Linked DNA regions of Mus musculus: region 1 is linked to region 2. Evidence: chromatin contacts called from public HiChIP or PLAC-seq data. All regions are on one chromosome and are shown on one strand. Each heading gives the region's core, a stretch centred on a gene start, on an enhancer-like site or on the middle of the called end of the contact. The rest is flanking DNA. Distances are from core to core; before and after follow the strand shown.

Region 1 (3,307 bases), core at 482-2,981, 980 kb before region 2:
CATTTTTCTACTCTGGCAAGTGGTGGGTTCCAAACTTTGACTAGGAGATAGCTGTCTCTTGATGAGCCTCAACAGAGTCCCGATCAAGGGAACTGCATGCAACGACTACCACTTCAGAAGTGCTCACCCTGACATCATTTACAAGAAGGGCTGAAATCGCCCGGCTTGGTAGCGCATGCCTTTAATCCCAGCACTTGGGAGGCAGAGGCAGGCGGATTTTTGAGTTTGAGGCCAGCCTGGTCTACAAAGTGAGTTCCAGGACAGCCAGGGCTATACAGAGAAACCCTGTCTCAAAAAAAAAAAAAAAAAAAAAAGGTCTGAACTGAAATCAGGAATGGATATTCCTGACTTTCACCATCATCTGTTCACTATCAAAGAATCAATGTACTGGGAGTGGCTGTGTAGAAAGAAGTAAGATGTCAGGGCTCCCTTCTGGGATCTCTAGCCTGAGAACAAAGACATTCCCTACTGCTGGCCAAAGACAATGGAACTATTCCCTGCCTCTAACCTCCTAGCTCATTCCCATCTTCTGTTCTCCTCACAGTGTGTGTGTGTCTATGTGTGTGTGTGTGTGTGTGTGTGTGTGTAGTGGAAGCAGGTTTGCGGCAGAATGTGTTTGGAAGTCAGAGGGCCACTTTGTGGTTTTGGCTGTCTTTCATTTTTAGGTGGCTTACAGGGATGGGACTCAGGCTGCTAGGCTTATATAGCAAGCATTTTAATTACTCACTGATCCATCTAGATGCCCTGCTCTTTTTATTATGAGGCAGAGTCTCATTAAATTCCCTACACTAGAAATTTCCCATCCTCTACTTCTGCCTCTCCAGGAGCTAGTGTTACAGGTCTTGACCTTGCCATACCTAGACCAGAGTTCAGATTCTTCTGTTAATTTTTTAATGATTTGTGTCTAATTCTTTAGTCTCTTGTATGCCTTACTGTAAAATGATTAAAAAAAAATTATTGGACAATGGTGACATGGGCCTTTAATCCCAGCACTAGGGAGGCAGAGACTGGTGTATCTCTGTGTTCGAGGCCAGCCTGGTCTACAGATCGAGTACAGAGTACAGCCTGGGCTACACAAAGAGTAACGCCATCTCGAAGAAAGAAAAAAGAGGAAACTAAATAAATAAAGCCCCAATCATTAAAGAAGTATGTTTCAAACAAGATGAATTACAGAAATTGGTTCTGAGGTCCTATTTGGTAACTGGTGTCTACAGTTCTTTTCTGTATTAAACTGTGAGTAGAGAATTCTGTTAACCCAGTTAGCTAGCAACTGTAGCAGAGCTGTTTTCTCTGGGTGGGACAAAGGCCAATTGGTTGGCAGCAGCATCAAGTTTCAGGGGCAATGTGAGATCTCAAGAGACTCCCAGAGATCTTTAGCTATAAAGGCAGTAAAAAATTAAAGGCCCATTTTCGGCATTATAGAGTACTTCTGATGAGCTGAAGAATCCTTCAGTAAACCCTTTTTTATTTTCACCACCAGGGTTAATTGGCAGCGTCGGAAAACCGAATGAGAAACCACATAGCCAAATTTCACTGTAGGTTAAATGGAGGCAGATCTTCACCAGTGCTGTAAATCCTTAGTGAAATAAATCCTTAGTGTTCTCCGAAATCTCTTAAAATTTTTATGTAGGGCTGAAATCGAAAACCTACAAAGCAGTCCTTTCTGGAGGTCAGAAGCTTCCTAGTTCCTCCACCGCCTCTCTCCTCCTCCTCCCCTGCCCCACCCCCAGGCTACCCCAAAGGATCGCTGCCAGGGAGGTGAGGCAGAAGTCGAACTTCATTGTTCACGGGACACTCTCGGTAAGAGCCCGTTGGGCGCGCCTGCGCAACGTGCGCTCTTTGTGAAGGGCTGCAGCAGGCTGCTTGTTTGTGTCTTGCCTCGGGGCGCGGAGGCGGGACCGAGGGAGTGGCCTGGCAGGCGCACGCGGATTGGGCCGCCGCAGGGAGGTGGGCGGGCACGGGGCGGGGCCTCGGGTAACAACACTGGCCGCGGTGGCCAGCGCTATTTGTTGCTGCGCCGCCTCGCCCGAGTCATGGTCCTTGCTCCGAACCTTCCAGCAGCAGCCTCCGCCGCCGCCCCGTGACTCCTGCTCCCCGCCTTTCTGCCGAGTCCCCGCGCCATGACCGTCGTCTCCGTCCCACAGCGAGATCTCGCTCTGAGCGGCCGCTTAGCGCCGCTCGGGTTCCTCGGGGCCCTCCCGATGGTGAACCCGGCCCCGCCGCCCTTGCCGCGCCTTCCGGACCCGCGCGCGCTGCCACCCACCCTCTTCCTGCCGCACTTCCTCGGGGGGGACGGGCCGTGCCTGGCGCCCGCGCCTCGCACCACCGCGCCGTCCGGCTGCACCTTGGCCCCGGCGGCTGCCCCGCGGGCGGCGCCCAAGAAGCGGCGGAAGAAAAAGGTGCGGGCCAGCCCGGCCGGGCAGCTGCCCAGCCGCTTCCACCAGTTCCAGCAGCACCGGCCGAGCCTGGAGGGTGGTCGCAGCCCGGCGCCGGGGCCAATCGTCGCGCAGGAGGAGCGAGGTCTGGCGGCCACTGCCCTGCTCCACAGACAGCCCCCACTCGCGAAGGAGGTAGGGCCGGTGGGGGCGGGGCGGCTGTTTACTCGGGAGGGAAGTTTCCGTGACGCTCGCTCGAGTGGTGGGGCGGAAGCGGGAGGGGGGCTGGGCGGCTGCGCTGGCGCCGCCCATTGGCTCCGGAGCCAGCCAATGGGAGCGGCGGCTACGGCCCAGCAACAGCCTGCATTTAGAAGCTTGGCGGCGCTCCAGGGGGTTTCGGCGTTCGGGGCTCAGGGACCTGCGGAGGGCTGACGTCAGCCCGCTACGTGCAGCGCTCTGGGGCGCTCATGAAGGCGGTGCTGGGTGGGGGCGGAGGCGCAGGCGCAGGCGCGGTGCCCAGTGGGGCACCGGGCGGGCGGGACCCACGCACAGCCAGATCCGCTGAGTCGGACTGCTGTTGGGAAGTTGGCAGGAGTCTCCGTCTGATGCCCGACGCGAAGGTGTCCCGGGCCCTGTGCAGGCCGGCACGAGCTTGCCTCGCTGGAGGGGGCTTCTAAGCAGCGCCCTGAATGAGTTTTTAGAAGTTATAAAATGGACTCCTCGGTTAACGGATCTGGATAACTGGGATACAGTTTTGTCGAGGCTAAAGGATTTGAGAGTTGTCTTAGCATGAAAAACAAAAGCCGAAACCACCTTTTTCATACAGCTTGAAGAATTCTTTGTTGGTAGTGACACGAAAAGCAGCCATTGTACTGAAATTGTACTTGATCAAGATGTGCCCATGAAGAGGAATAAGAATTTAGATCCTGAAG
Region 2 (3,204 bases), core at 491-2,990:
TTTCCTAGGTTAGGTAAGGATTGTTCCATTTTATTTTATTTTTTAAATAAAACTATTGGTATGGTTACTTCTATGGGTTTCCTGGCTTTTATTGCACTCTGATTATTATTATTTCCTCCCACTTATTTTTAGGCTTCATTTTTCTTTCTCTTATTCGTTTAGCTGAAATTTCAGATTGTTTATTTGGGCTTTCTCTGTCTTGAACGCAGGCCTGTGTTGGTGTAATCACTCCTTGTGGAGCATCTATCCTGCAGCTTCAAAGTCTACACTTCTGCTGTCATTCTCCTCAAGATATTCTCAAGTTTCCTTTCTGAGTTCTTCTCTATCAGTGGGTTGTTTGGGGGGGGCATGTTGTGTATTTTCTAAGGTTCTTTCCATTATTAATTCCTAGTTTCATACCCTTGTAGTCAGAAATAATACTAAGTCTAACTTTTATTTTCTTAAATATATTAACATTTGTTTTACAGCCTAACATAAAGCCTACACTAGAAATAGCTCTGTGCTCACTACTGGGGACTCGAAGTCTGCTGCTGAAAACAGAAAATTCTGTATATGTTCACCAGGTGCATTTTGTCCAAAGAGCTACAGCAGCTCACTCAACATTGTTCTCCTTGCTTTCTGTAAAGGTGGAAGGGCTACCTGCATGGCAGCTAGCATTCTCTTACGAATCCACACGTTTTGACTAAGTTCTTCATGTTAGGTTAGGTCTATAAACATACAGGCACTAAGAAAAGATTGTAAGTGTAAAATTTCTCAAGGATGAAAGCTAGAGACTGCAGGAGGTCCTGCCCACTGTTCCTAAGAGCACAGAAAGAAAAGGAAATGGATTTCAATACTGTTCTAAGAATGATCTGGTGGGGCCACGGGGAAGTCTTGAGCCAACACAACTCACTGGAAAAGTCATGTATCCCACAGCAATGAGTCAGCAATAAAAGCTCCTATTGTGTTCCATTATCAACTTGGAGAGTCTAGAGGCTGAGTGTGGTCTTAAAAACCTGTGCAGTGTGACTGTGGTAGGGTAACAGTTTCATCCCTCCACTGTGCTTCTAAGGAGACCTGAATGTATTAGTTGAATGTATCCCTTGACTATCCAGAACATACATTCCATGGATCTCTCATCCAATCACATATCCAGCTTTCAAACCTCACTTGCCTTCTCTTCTCATCTTTGTAAATCTGGATAGATCCTTTCTTCCTCTGATTGACCTCATGAGTGTTCGAGCAAATATGCCCTCAGATTTAATTTATTACAGACATCATTCCACTAATTTGTCTTCTTCCTCGTTGGTAGTCTCTCTCCTTTACAGTGCATACATGCTCAAAATTTCAACTTCAAAAACCAACATTAAAAAAACAAAAAACAAAAATCCCTGCCCATTTTGCTTTCTTTTCCCACACAGTATAAATGGAAGATCTTCCTTCTAATTTCCTACTCCTCACCAACTGCTCATGACAGTTCTATTCAACTTATTAACTTGGCAAATCCAGGATGGAATGCTTGGCCTCTGTGACACAAGCCTTCCTGAACACCCCCATCTTTAGACTCTCCTACCCTGAATGTTGGCATACTCCACCCCGAGTTTTCCTCTTCCCTTCACACAACTCCTTGGAAGGCTTCTCTGTCTCAGTCACTAAATGTCCTCTTCCTAGCACTTTTATCACTAATCTCTGTTCTACCACCCACATCAATCTCACACCCCAATCTCATGACCTACTGTACACCCATATCCTGGTGATATCACCCATGAAGTTTCCCCAGAGATCTGGACACTGTTCTCAGTCATTTCCTCTCTGTTGATGTCTGTGTTGGGCCAATCACATTTGAGGACTCTGTTCAACTGGTCCTTGGGACCAGTTTCATGTGGCTTTAGTCTGCATCCCTGTAGCCATTGCTTCTCCATGAACTTATAAAGGAGCAGAGTGATTGCCCCTCTGGCTCTGGATTCTAGTTCCTCTTCCTGTTGCAATGATACTATTTCTAAGCACACATGTAACCATGGAACTTCTTTGTTAAAAGGTCCTGAAATAAAAACAAAAAACAAAACAAAACAAAAACAAAAACACAGTTCTGTCTCCTGCTTATCAAACTTCCAAAGACGGGAAGAGTTTTAACTTCCAGTACTTTCTAACTTGCAATATGATTTTCCATCACACATTTAATGATAATGATGGGTCTACATATAAAGGACCTGATGATGACCAACAGATAAATATCTAGATGTTTTGCTAAAAGAAAAACCCTGAAATAGTCCCCCACTGAATACAACGTAAAAGACAATGACTTTGAAATGATAAAGTTTTAGGCTAATGTCTTTGGGACTTTCCTGTGGGCCCAAGCTCTAGTGACACAGACCATCAGAAATCCACACACTGTAACACGTGTATGTTTTCTGTTTCTGTGGCTTTGTGAGGGCCTTTTGCCCCACGAATGCCTTTTCTACCAGCCTTTTCCAACTGGGTGAGTCTCCTATACATCCTTTCGCTGTTCAGATGGGATTCATTCATTCAGTGATATCTTACTAGCCATCTCACCTCTGATGGAGCACCCCACCCTCACGTCACTACCCTAGGATAGTCAAGGGGTTTTTGTTTCCTATCTGTATCTGTTCATGGACTCTACCACACAATTCCAGAGTAGCAGCCTTCTCTTGTCCCTCTCTGAACAGCACGGACACAAAGTTGGCACTTAATGTTTACTTGCTGAAAGAATAAAAAATGAATGAGCCCAACCTCCCAACTTGAGTTTTACATGAGAAAATTTGTTTCTTAAAATCAGAACGGTCAGATCCGGCTGTAGCTCTCAGTAACAGTGGCTGTTATCTGGAATGTGCTAGGCTCTGGGACTCAATCCCCTGCTCTGAAACAAACAAACAGAGGGGATGCGGGTGGGATTCTCAAGGAGTAGCCAAAAACTATTATGCTGCCAACAGATATTACATGCGCGCACTGGTGGCAAGTTCAAGTAGTGACATCTGCAATTTCCACGTGCAAAGTGAGCACTTGGCCTTGCTGGAGAATGACTCCAGGACTCAACAGAGGCCTGCCACAAAGGCTGCTCAAGGGCTGTTATCCCCACACACACTTGCGCTCCCTCTTAGGACTTGCATAAACTAGAGTTCATGTTTCACACAGAGCTCTAACACAAATTGGAAACAGGAGCCCATTAAGTCAGGGAGAGGAAAGGCGAGCCTTTGATACACAAGA

What was found. HiChIP or PLAC-seq counts read pairs in DNA pulled down with a chosen protein or histone mark.
Region 1: a contact with region 2 is called in an H3K4me3 HiChIP or PLAC-seq map of bone marrow-derived macrophages, with 4 times the contacts expected there. The contact joins the promoter of Pnrc1 here to the enhancer-like site in region 2. A contact is called at or near these places in 3 of 484 Hi-C or Micro-C datasets (CD4 T cells, muscle stem cells and regulatory T cells), 5 of 115 datasets of contacts at active chromatin or transcription factors (bone marrow-derived macrophages, double positive thymocytes, embryonic stem cells and 2 more) and 2 of 9 other capture datasets (adipose tissue and liver).

What each region holds. Positions count from the first base shown.
Region 1 is chr4:33,247,211-33,250,517 of GRCm38.p6, reverse strand. It overlaps Pnrc1 (proline-rich nuclear receptor coactivator 1), which reads left to right and starts at 1,731. Exons shown (of 2, transcript NM_001033225.2): 1 at 1,731-2,570. The coding sequence starts at 2,121.
Region 2 is chr4:32,266,752-32,269,955 of GRCm38.p6, reverse strand. It overlaps a transcript of Bach2 not described here. Among named protein-coding and RNA genes, the nearest start is that of n-TGccc3, 38 kb to the right of the region's middle. Within about 2 kb of position 1,740, at least 12 of the 459 cell types and tissues checked have an H3K27ac peak or open chromatin away from gene starts, as enhancers often do. A contact at or near this core is called in bone marrow-derived macrophages and regulatory T cells, where this site is marked.